Linked DNA regions of Sus scrofa: region 1 is linked to region 2. A link is a contact called in public Hi-C data. All regions are on one chromosome and are shown on one strand. Each heading gives the region's core, a stretch centred on a gene start, on an enhancer-like site or on the middle of the called end of the contact. The rest is flanking DNA. Distances are from core to core; before and after follow the strand shown.

Region 1 (5,741 bases), core at 2,263-4,762, 140 kb before region 2:
ACTCTAACTATATGCTTTTCACATTCTAATCAAATATATGGGATAATAAATCACAAAGGTCAGTGTACTTGCAGAATGATGCTGCAACTTTATCACCTTAACTTATGGGTTGAGTTTCAACGGTTTTGATGTTCACTTTTATGATTGACCAATGTGTTAGGCATGCTACAACCAAGTAGGGGTAGCATGTAACTGCAACACACAAATAACAAATCACTGGCATGGGCAGAGGGAAAATAGTAGATTATCCATCTCCCTTTAAAAATAAATAAATAAATAAATAGCCATAAAACAACTTAAACCTATGAACAGCATAAATCAGGGATAGCTACTGCAAAAAACAATTACATGGGCAATTCCAAATAATCTTAATTACCTTAGTTTTGCCTTTACTATTACTCATTCTAAACTCTAACTTTTCTAATTTGTTTCCTCAAAATTTAGACTTGCCTAGGTTCCAAGAACTCCAACTCATTTATTCAGCTATGTCATATTTGCCCTAATCAAGCTACTTAATCTAATCTCAAGAAAGATCTAAAGTTATTTGTTGACCTTACCACACCCTTCTCCACCAAGACTTTTTATTCTATTCTATTTATCAAAACTATATGTGATTTTTTTAAAAGTCAACTATAATATACCACATAGACTAGTCCTATCAGTAAGCCTAAGAAACTGTGCTGAAAGGCAGTTCTTGGTACTTACACCTTTGCTTAGGAAAAGTAATTCTTTTAGAGAATTTTGCCATTCTCTATCTGCACTCAACAGCATTAAGTTTAGTTCTGGGCCCTGATAAACCAGGCTTTCCAGGATAGGCTGAATAAAATAATTAAAAGCTTTAGAACCCTACAATGGAAATAATAGGGAGGAGGACTTTCCTTTGCAATCTTCAAGGGCAGAACTAGGACCAGAGGTAGACCTGGGGTGCAGCAGGTTTCACCTGAATATAGTAAAATATCTTTTAATCCAAAAGAAATACAAGTGACCCTACAAATAAAACATATTCCCACCTCCACCATATGTTAAAGCCAAAGCAATCTAATGGCTGCCTGAGAGGACAGATCTATACCAGGGACACTGCTACCAAGACTTATGTTTTTCCAGAGAGTTGAGGGTTATATTTTGTTTGTTTTTTCATTGTGTGAACATATGTTTCATATCTCTTATTAAATGTGTGCATTTGGGCATTTTAGCTTTATTCCCCTGCAAAAGGGACCTTCTCCCACTGTATTTTCTAACCTGCTGTTATGCTTAAAACTATCAGTGTTTGTATATTTAATTTGAGCCACCTCAATAAATGTCATACTTATCATTTATTCAGTAAGTAGTCATTGAATGCCTCATTTGCACCTCAACCACGTTAGACACCATGAATTGAATGGTGACCAGCGAAGAGTTCCTGCTCTTGAGGTCAAATTGGCTAGTTGGCAAGGTAACTCTGATGATGCCTCCCTAGAAAAAACATTTGTTTAATTTGTTTTTCTGTTTGTTCTTCACCATTCCTTTCCAGAGACTCCTAACTCAAAAGTGGTTAAGGAAGAGGTCCTATTTAATGACAACTGGTTACCATTCAAGCGATGTGATCAGATTGTTACAGATTTTTCCTCCCTGAGGGCACATTTTTAAAACTTTAAGTACTAACTAAACTCCATGGCTAAAGATTATAAATTCCTAAGATTAAAAAATATGTCCACATTTTATGAGAGCAGATTTCTAATCAAAATAAAGACAAACTTTCCAAAAACTCAGAACTGTCCAAAGACAGAAAGGGCAGTTTCAGTTTCACACACTAAAAATATTCAAGAAAAGCATGAAAAACATCTTGTTAGACGTGATAGGAACTCAAGTATCAGAGGAGAGATTGGACTGTCTCAGTGGTTCTAAGACTTGGAAAATGTTTTTAAAAAAGAAAAGGTGCCTATCCTAGACCAATTATATTAGAATTATCTGAGAGTGAAGGCCAAGTCTCAGCATTTTTTTAAAGTTCCCCAGGTGATTCTTGCATGTCGTGAAGGTAGAGAACTACTGAGACATTTAAAGTCCTCTGCAATATAGCACAGGTTGTGTTCTAAAAAGTTTGTGGATTTTTAAGCCCTTAAGTAAGAGTACAACACAGCCATAAAGTGGCACAGGCTCTTCCACTTTAGGAAGGTCATCAAGGAGAAAAGCACTGGGCAACAATATTGCCTATAACAAGTCCAAGTTCTAAGATGTGCTCATGAGGGAGAAAAGCTAGAACTATCAGTAATTTACTGGATACAGACAGAGAAAGGGAGACACACATTTTGAGATTCCAGAGACCATTATTCCATCAAGGTCTCTATGGAATAGTTGTACTAAGATATGCATTTTAGGTTATTAGGAGTTCTTGCTTCTTTTCTTCCCTTTATATATGTTTTTAAACAGAACCCCCCCCCCCAATCACAATCTCAACTTTTGTAAAGTTGCAGTTAAGTTAATGAAATGTTTGCAAAATTCAGTGGGATTTTGGGAAGACTGGCAGGAGAGACAGCTTAGTAAAATTATAATATCAAAGCTAAGGCAGTGGCTTTGGTATTGAACATAGTTCTACCAAAGGCATAAAAAGCAAGGGTATAATAAGCTCATGGCCCCCACTGCATGCCTATGATTTCCAAGTACCATAAAATGCTAACACTATAACACCAGAAAACATCCTATTTTTAGTACTTGAGGTTGTTTTTGAAAATTGCCATGCCATTGAAACTTTTTTTTTTTTAAACTACATCTTTTCCATCCCTTCACATAATGATCATTGACCAAGATACCCTAGAGCCAAACGCAAACAGTGACAGCAAGGTTGGCAGAACCTGGGAAGGGAAAAGTCCACCTATCCCCTTCAGTGGCTCAGAGGAAGAGAAAGGTAAATGGGGAATAGAAAGGTGAGTACATTGGTCATGGCCAGAGTGAAAGCTGGCATTGGCCCCAAGAGAAAAATGCAGAAGTTCTGACTCTCAGCCCTTATTGCAAACCACCCGTCATTCTCACTTCCCCTGCCAGCAGAGCTGACTTTTGCCAGGGAGGGAAGAACTAGTTTCACAAGCAATTATCATAATAAGAAAAAAGGGTGGGGTATGAGGGAATCATAGGCACAGTGGATTGTTTTTTGACTATAAGATCACTGTCAGGCTTTCAAAAGAAATGAATTTGTTCCCTCAACGTTTTACTAGACCAGTTTATAATAAAAATCAAATCAGTAAGTATGACTTGCATTGATATAGCTGAACCTTCGACTCAGGAATACGAAAAGCTCCAGAGGATGGAGAGAGGCAAACTTGACCTGAACAGTTAAGTTGCAAAAACATAAAAGCTATCATAAAAGACACCACAAATGAGCTAGGGCAGGAAAGCAAATACGGATTTTCTACAGCCATTAATTGCCATATTACCATTATTATCATTACATAACACAGTAGCATATGGGCAGTATTAAATGGTGTATTTTCCAAAGAGAGTCTGGCCAACTGGGTTAGGCAATGGCCTCCTTGAATCAAAACCTATCGCTCCTTGAGGCTTGCATAGCTGCCTTGATTAAACACAGTGGCAGGCTCCACAGTTGAACGGACGATTCTTCTTTTTTTGAAGGGAGGTAGAATAGAGTAATTGCCAGATGTTTGCAATTTTAGCTATAAAAAGATGGCTGCTTTCCATTCCTGAGTATGTTGAATCTTTTTTTTTTTCTTTCTACCCAAGCTATTGTGGTTCACTAAAATAGGCCACTGCACTGATGAATCATCATTCAAAACTGCATTAATGGAAGCAGAACAAATATGACATTTTAAATTCACATATAAGAGGAATAAGTAAAAATGTATGGGTAATAATTACATGCCAGGCAATAGAAAGCATATTATAGTATAAAGGACTCAGGAATCTCCTTGATTGCTTTGTACCTGTAGAACCGGGTACAAGCAGTTTCATCACAGAACTTCCATCGCCTCAATAATCAAATGTGAATGAATATCTGTGTGGCCTCCCTCTCAGAGGAAAGAACCCATGCCTTATCCATCTCTATGCCTCACCTTATAAATGCACTGCCCAGAGGAGATGTGCAAACAAATATGAACATGTTATCAAAACCATATATTGTGATATAATTGTGTCTACATGTTATATTGTACAGTCATTGCATTTTTTAATGTAATTATTAGAACCCCCACTTCCATCACCACCAAATTCTCAGTTCTCTTTTTAGACTCTACCTCCTAATATGGCAAGAGGAAAAGGGAAAGCTGGCTTTCATTTAACCAACATTGATATAAATGGCTTGGGAGACTGGTGACCTCTAAAACAGGGGAGGTTATCTTTCTTAATGAGTGGAGTTAAGCATCTCTTTGAGGATCTGATGACATATGGACCCTCTCCCTGAAAAAGTTATACACATAGACCAAGAGTAAACACAATTTTAAGAGACTGGCTAAATTTCAAATATGAATCCCAGAGATGAATAGGACCCAAGATAAAATTCCTAGCAAATCAATTAATTATTTTCCTGTAATGATATAATTACTAACATCTCTAAAATCTCTCTGCCTCATTTGATAATCTGGAAAACAAAAAAGACTTTTTAAATTAATAAAAATCACTGGTTTACTTTATAGTTTTCATTACATAATGTTCACTTACATTATTATCTATAATACTAATTCAATAAAAAAAAATGCTCCTTCTTTGGGAGCTCCCATCATGGCTCAGCAGTAACAAACCCAACTAGCATCCATGAGGACTAGGGTTCCCTCCCTGGCCTCACTCAGTGGGTTAAGGATCTGGCGTTGCCATGAGCTGTGGCGTAGGAAAGTAGCTGCAGCTCCAATCCAACCCCTAGCCTGGTAATGTCCATGTGACTCAGTTGAGGCCCTAAAAAGCCAAAAACAAAACAAAAAAAAAAAAAACAAAAAACAAAAAACAAAAAACAAAACCCTCCTTCTTAAAGAGATACCATAAAAATGAATCCTTTCTTCTTCTATATTGATATAGTTCAAGTAACGTTTCTCTCCGAGAAAGGTGTTTTGCATTCAGAAAAAGGACCTATCAACATAGTATAATTTAACAGGAATAAAACAAGATAATCCTAAAGTGTCAATTAGCAAAGCATTATCATAGAATAAAAAAGGATAAAACCAAGGTGTTTTCAAAATTGGCCAACCATAGTTATATTTGGACAATTATGATTAAAAATCTATGGATGAAAAAACTATGAATTATTACTCCTAGGGTTAATATTCACACTTTAATTTTAATAATAATAATAGCAACAATAAAGATGGCAGCTTCCATCAATTTGACCATTATCTTGTGACAGACACTCTGCCAATTTATTTGCTTAATTTTAAAAACAACTCTTAGAGATATATGTACCTCTATTTTAATGTAAGAACAAATTGAAAGAGCTTAGGTAGCCACTTAAACTAGTAAGGCCAAATTCCTAGAGAAGTAAAGGGTAAAATCAAAACTTGAACTCAGATCTACCTGAGGTTAATCTACATCCTGCCACCCCAATACCTCCCCTCTTTTAACCTTCTGATCTGGTCCTGGCCCCAAGAAACTTCAATTAAACCATCTGAGAAGTTGAACATAAAGCCACTTCACAAACAGAATTTATAGCTTTATATTTTTAGTTACATTATCATTTTCATTTGTCAGGTTTCTAATGAAAATAAAAACTGTTTAAGGGCTGGAATGTGTTTTTACTCTTTTCCCATCTGTTATAGAGCCCTGTTTAA
Region 2 (5,755 bases), core at 1,260-3,759:
CCATGAGGTTGTGGATTCAATCCCTGGCCTCACTCAGTGGGTTAAAGATCTGGTGTTGCCATGAGCTGTGATGTAGGTTGCAGACACGGCTCAGATCCTACGTTGCGTGGCTGTGGTGTAGGCCAGCAGCTATAGCTCCAATTGGACCCCTAGCCTGGGAACCTCCATATGCTGCGGGTGAGGCCCTAAAAAGCAAAACAAACAAATAAACAAGATGTCATGGCCTCCAAGAGAAGAGAGGGGAAAAGGCCACCGTTAACCCATAACAATGAGCTGCACTCACTGTAGCACATGGTCACCACAAACTAGCTTTGCCATTTTCAAGAGAACATATCTTGTCTCCTTAGTGAGGACCAAGGATGGGCAGAGATCACAGCCTCTATTTGAAAGGCCTCTGGAGGCAAGTGTTCCTTGTTAGAGTGCAAGATCCACTGATTCTGCGAGGCAGCACCCTGAGCAAGTTCCTTGTCCTCTCAATATCCCAGTGACTCATCTGCAAACTGGACATGATCATTTCTACTTATACCACAGGTGAAGAGATTAAATGAGCTTTTTACAAAGTGCCTGCCTAGCAGTGTTTGACACATAAATAAGCACTTCATAGACAGTAGCTGTTAGTAGCAAATTCACTCATAATTCCTGCTACAAGGAGAAGGAATGGTTTGGTGCAATGAACTTTAGGGAGTCTAAAGTTCACATCCCTACAATTCTTCTCAACCTAACTATAAACTACAAGCCTAACTCTGATTATATATGGATTATCTCATTGAGTCTCCTTTGCCTCAGAGTTATGGTGGAATCTTAGCTGGAAAAAGCTCTTTTGGGAGTTTTCATTGTGGCACATTGGAAACGAATCCGACTAGGAACCATGAGGTTGTGGGTTCGATCCCTGGCCTCACTCAGTGGGTTAAGGTTCTGGGATTGCTGTGGCTGTGGTATATAGGCCGGCAGCTGTAGCTCCGATTTGACCCCTAGCCTCGAAAACCTCCACATGCTGCGGGTACAGCCCTGAAAAAAGACAAAAGACAAAAAAAAAAAAAAAAAGAAAGAAAGAAAGAAAGAAAGAAAAAGCTCTTTAGAAATTGTTTTGCAATGAGAAAATGTAAAGTATATCATAAAGGTCAGAAACTTCTTTGGGGAATAATTGAGTGTCATACAAATGCAGGTACTGTATAAGTATCAGTGGAGGAATACTTTTCTTATAAAAAGTAAACTCAGCTCTTTAAAAAGAAAAAGAGGGGTTTGAATACAATGTTACTCCTCTCATAAATGTTCCTGAGACAGAGGCTCTGGGAAGAAATTACTGAGATGACCACTCAATACTATATAATGAATAATAAGGAGGTGCTGACCAGGCACGTGACCAGGCCCAGGTGTGGATGGAGGCCTAGGAGCTGACAAACCCCTGAGAACAATCACTGAAAGTGAGCAGGCTAAAAGGCCTTCATCACATGGAATTTCACAGCCAGTGTAGGGAAACCAGAAGGGCCAAGTCTCCCTCTGGGCCCATCTTCCTCATCGGTACAGGTGCCACTTTCTCAACCTTAAGAGATGTCCAGAGAGGCAGAAAGCTTACAGAAGCTTGAAGCACCTCCAATACAGTGGCTTTCAAAGTGGGTTCCACAGAGGCACAGAATTTAGGACCATAACTCAGCCCTAGATGGAAGCCTATTTAACCATTTAATGACATAACAGTGCCACCATATAATTATACTTTGATTATTTTAAAGGTATCATTTACCTTTCAAAAATTTTCTTTACACCACTTTGCTTTTATGAAAAGGCTTACATTAGTATCTGTTTCATTGACCAAAAGAAAGCCAAAGAGGATATTCGTTCTTACAAAAAAAAAAAAAAATGGCAAAAAGCAAAAATAGCATTCAGAGTTTGCAGTTGCTTCTGCACTTGACTCCTTTTCAGCTCACAAAATGTGTCATAGGAACACTCTCACTTTCAGATAGCAGGGAAACCTGTACTGGGGTTTCAGATGACAATTCACAAGGGGTTTAAGAAAGAATTCCATAAACAAAAAGTTTCTGAAAAGACCAAGGCCCAATGAGTCTACTGACCAAGGTCATACAGCCAGTCAATGTCTGGACCACAAAGACATTTCTTGGACGAAGGCCTTGGAATGAGGGGCTAATGAGATACAATCAGAGAAAGTTAAAAGAGCTCCAGAGAGCATGCATTGCAATTAGAGAGGTCAGCTCGCTACCCCCAACCCCCAATAAGGCTGTAACTCTAGAAAGATTTGAGAATCAAGAGGGGAAGGATAATGGGAGCCAGAACGAATGGGTATCCCAGGTCTGGAACTTCCTTAATGTCTCTCCTCCATGCTCAGCTCTGGGTCTTCCTGCCCAGGTTAACCACCCAGGAAGAACTTGGAGGTGGGGCGCTAAAGGAGAAGAGCAAAGCTGGGAAAGAAACACACACTTTTCTTCTTTTCCCTGACTCTTCAGACAGCGCTCTGGCAAGACAGGGAAAAGGCCCTCTTGGGCGCCAGTGGACTTCAGCTTTGCATTCCTCCATCTCTCCATGGGCCAGATAGGAATAATCGGATACACGTCAACCCTAGAGTAGTCTGGTGAAATCACAGGGAAGACTCTTCAATCTGCTTAGTAACAGCAACAGAAAGTGCTAAATTAGTGAGTCAAGAAATATTTCTGGAAGAGCTATTCAACTGGAATGCTTGGAGAGCCACCCGCATTGCAATAACTCGAGCTGTCCTCATCTTTTAGAACACCCATAAGCCCAGGATTTAAAAAGGACTTCACAGCTCCAGGGGCAGCCAAATAAATAAATAAACACATAGAAGCTCTAAGTGGCTGACTGAAGTTATTAGGGAGAAAGTTATATTCTCAACAAGGATGTGATCTCTCTCTCTCTTCTCTTCCCCCACCCCCATAATTTCCCGGACCACTTTTGGTAGTGAGCAGTTTGTCATGTTTCCAAGGGAAGCGACGCAGTCTCCTGCGCAGCCGATTCCATCTAAAAAACATATCATCTGTCTCTGCGGCAGAAAGCCCAGTTGGAAGAAGCAAGTTCTGTGCGTTCAACTAGAAAACACTTCTTGTTCTCGCTGTCAAAATAATTCTGTATTAAACTTCTGGGATATGTGACTAATGTGCTTGGAACCTCTTGGAGCGACTGGTTTATTTATTTTAGGGAGGGGAGAGCTGCTGCTGCTGCTGGGGGTGGTGATAGAGAAAGAGGAGGAGGAAGAGGAAAGGAGGAGGATAAAGGACCCGGAACCTTGGAGAAGGAGCCCAGGGTCTGCTCGCATGGCTCCCAGGAGCCAGCCCTGACACACTTCATTATCAGAAGCCTGACAAGGCACCAAGCCAGGCCAGAAAAGGAAAGGCAAGACAGAGAGACAGGTAGTGAACACTTCCCAGAGCTAAGGTTGCCTCACAGTTCCTAAAAAGGCTCAGAAAGTTAAAAAGTAAAAGTAAAACGAAATACAAACACACACACACCACAGAAATCCTATCACAGCTCTTTCTAAAACACATAACTCTCCCTACTGCTAACAGGGGGGAAAAGCCCCAAACACATGATGGGGGGCATCTATCACCTCTATGATTTGACATCAATGCTTCACCTTCACATACCTTCCACACGCAGCCTGCCACTCCCCGCTTTCTGTCTTCCCCATTCCCTTTGTCTTGAAAGCACGTCTCTCTTCCTTGTTTATTGAAGTTCTAGCTATCTTTCAAGACCTTTCAACACCACACCCTCAGTGAAGCCTTCCCCAGTGGCAACAAACAGAACCTTCTGCCCTCCCTGTGTCACTGATAAGTTTACAGCAGGTCTCCAGGTGATCTTCAGGTATGAACATAACAATCTACCTACTGCCTGGCCCACCCTCCATCCCCAGAAACCAGTCTCCCCACAGCACCCACAGTGCACATGTACACACACACACACACACACACCCCAAGCCCTTGCCGTCAGAGGTCCAATTTTTCTATCTCAGCATCCCTACAAAGTAGCTTGAGGCCTGCAAACACCAAGGACACAGTCAATGCAGGTCCATCATGGAAACTGTGCCTTCCACAGCGAAGGGTCTTTAGTAGTAAACTTTCAAGAGACTTAAAAGAAAAAAAAAAAAAAAAAAAAAAGCTGAAAAATCTTCAGAAGGAAAAAGGCCAGGAATTTGCCTCTAGAGTCAGCACTTGAAAGCTGCCCTGCTCCCTTCTCAAATCCCATTGTGTGGTCAGAGTCTCCTCTCCTGCTTTGAGTCGGAAAGTGGGTAGAAATTTGGGAAACAAATGAGGAGCAGTGGCAGGAGAAGAAGTTCCCAGCAGGAAACAGATTGGGTAAATAAATCTAAAACATCATTTTTATAACTGAAGATTGAAATGTATTGCTTACTTTGTGTTTCATTTTAATGCTGCAGCCCCCCTATCCCCCAGCTTCTCACTTTAATACTTACATGTTTAAAAACAAAAGGAAGAAGGAAAGAAGGTATCTGGAGTAGAGAATAGGGCTGGGAGAGAACCAGGACAACGATGAGAGAAACAACAAGTTGGTCTGAATGCCTCTGGTCAGTTTTGGCAGGATCTCCTTCTAACTTTCTCTCTAAAGAGCTGCTTGGCAAAAAGAAGGCTTCAGAAAACAGTTTTCACTTTCCTTCTCCAAGCTCCACCTCCCTCCCCCACCTCATTTTAAAAATCAGCTCCAACCTCCTAAAGAGGAAAAGGAAAAGTGAGACCCAATTCACTCCACATTTTATACCACTTAAGGAAAACCATTTCTTGGAGAAAATGCTTTACAGTTCAGAAAATAATCTACTCTCTCACCCAGTTTCTCTCGACTTCGGCAGCTTCCATCTCATTCCTGTCTTTTTGCTTTTCTTCAACTTGGAAGTAGTTCACTGCCCTAAGAACCAGGATTATCCTTCTCTTCATTCAACATTTCTATCCCACTCTCCCTCTTGCTCTCTCTCTTCCTCCCTCTACCACACACACAATATTGTTTCTATTTTCTTGCGTTTATTAGAAGGTATTATACCCACAAAGGATAAGTCTTTATTTGTTCATTTACTCAATTTAAATATAGCTCAATAAGCACCTAGTATTAAGCACCCTACTTTCAAAGAGCCAATATTCTAGCAGGGGAGAGCAAACCAATCCATTAGAAACTGTAAAGCAAGGTTGATGGCAATATGTCAATGGAAGGGTGAGGGTGGCAGAAGTAACAGACCTTCCCGAGTTCAGAAACTGTGTCCCTGGCACAAAAGATGCTCTGTAAAAATTTGTTAAAGGAATGAAGAATGTGAATGAGTAAAGAAGGAAATGGATAAAAATGCACTTGAAATTGTCCTTAAAAGGATGATGAGGAGTTGGACAGTCAGAAATGAAATGAGAGAGCCAACTTGTTAAAAGTGAGAATCATAGCTGCACAGAGGCAGCAAAATGAGGTGACCGTCTCAGGAATGACTCAAAGTCTAATGCAAAAGGGATGTGCTATTGGTGGAAGAGCTGGAAACGTACCAATTTAATAAACAAGTAAAGCACTTTCTATGTGATGGATTACGACCAAGTCACTGGTAAACCTTTACAAATTCTAACGCACTTAATCCCCAGAACAATCCTGTTCCCAATTTACACATGAAGAAACTGAAACAGAGAGGGTCAGTAACCTGCCCAGGTAACAGTGCTATTAGTAGTGGAGCAGTCTGGCTGCCAAGTCTGGCTCTTAACTGCTACATTTTTACATCTTTTTATTATATCAATGTCAAGGATATATCATA

The links. A called contact is a pair of places that touch in the nucleus more often than the background predicts.
Region 1: a Hi-C map of embryonic fibroblasts shows a contact between it and region 2, with 1.4 times the contacts expected there. The contact joins two enhancer-like sites. A contact is called at or near these places in 2 of 47 Hi-C or Micro-C datasets (embryonic fibroblasts and epiblast stem cells) and 2 of 2 datasets of contacts at active chromatin or transcription factors (alveolar macrophages and skeletal muscle).

What each region holds. Positions count from the first base shown.
Region 1 is chr13:126,026,697-126,032,437 of Sscrofa11.1, reverse strand. The region is part of intron 3 of LPP (lipoma-preferred partner); the gene reads right to left. Among named protein-coding and RNA genes, the nearest start is that of LPP, 250 kb to the right of the region's middle. Within about 2 kb of position 3,512, at least 5 of the 83 cell types and tissues checked have an H3K27ac peak or open chromatin away from gene starts, as enhancers often do. A contact at or near this core is called in embryonic fibroblasts, where this site is marked.
Region 2 is chr13:125,888,840-125,894,594 of Sscrofa11.1, reverse strand. All of the region lies in intron 2 of LPP (lipoma-preferred partner), which reads right to left. Among named protein-coding and RNA genes, the nearest start is that of LPP, 110 kb to the right of the region's middle. Within about 2 kb of position 2,509, at least 33 of the 83 cell types and tissues checked have an H3K27ac peak or open chromatin away from gene starts, as enhancers often do. A contact at or near this core is called in embryonic fibroblasts, where this site is marked.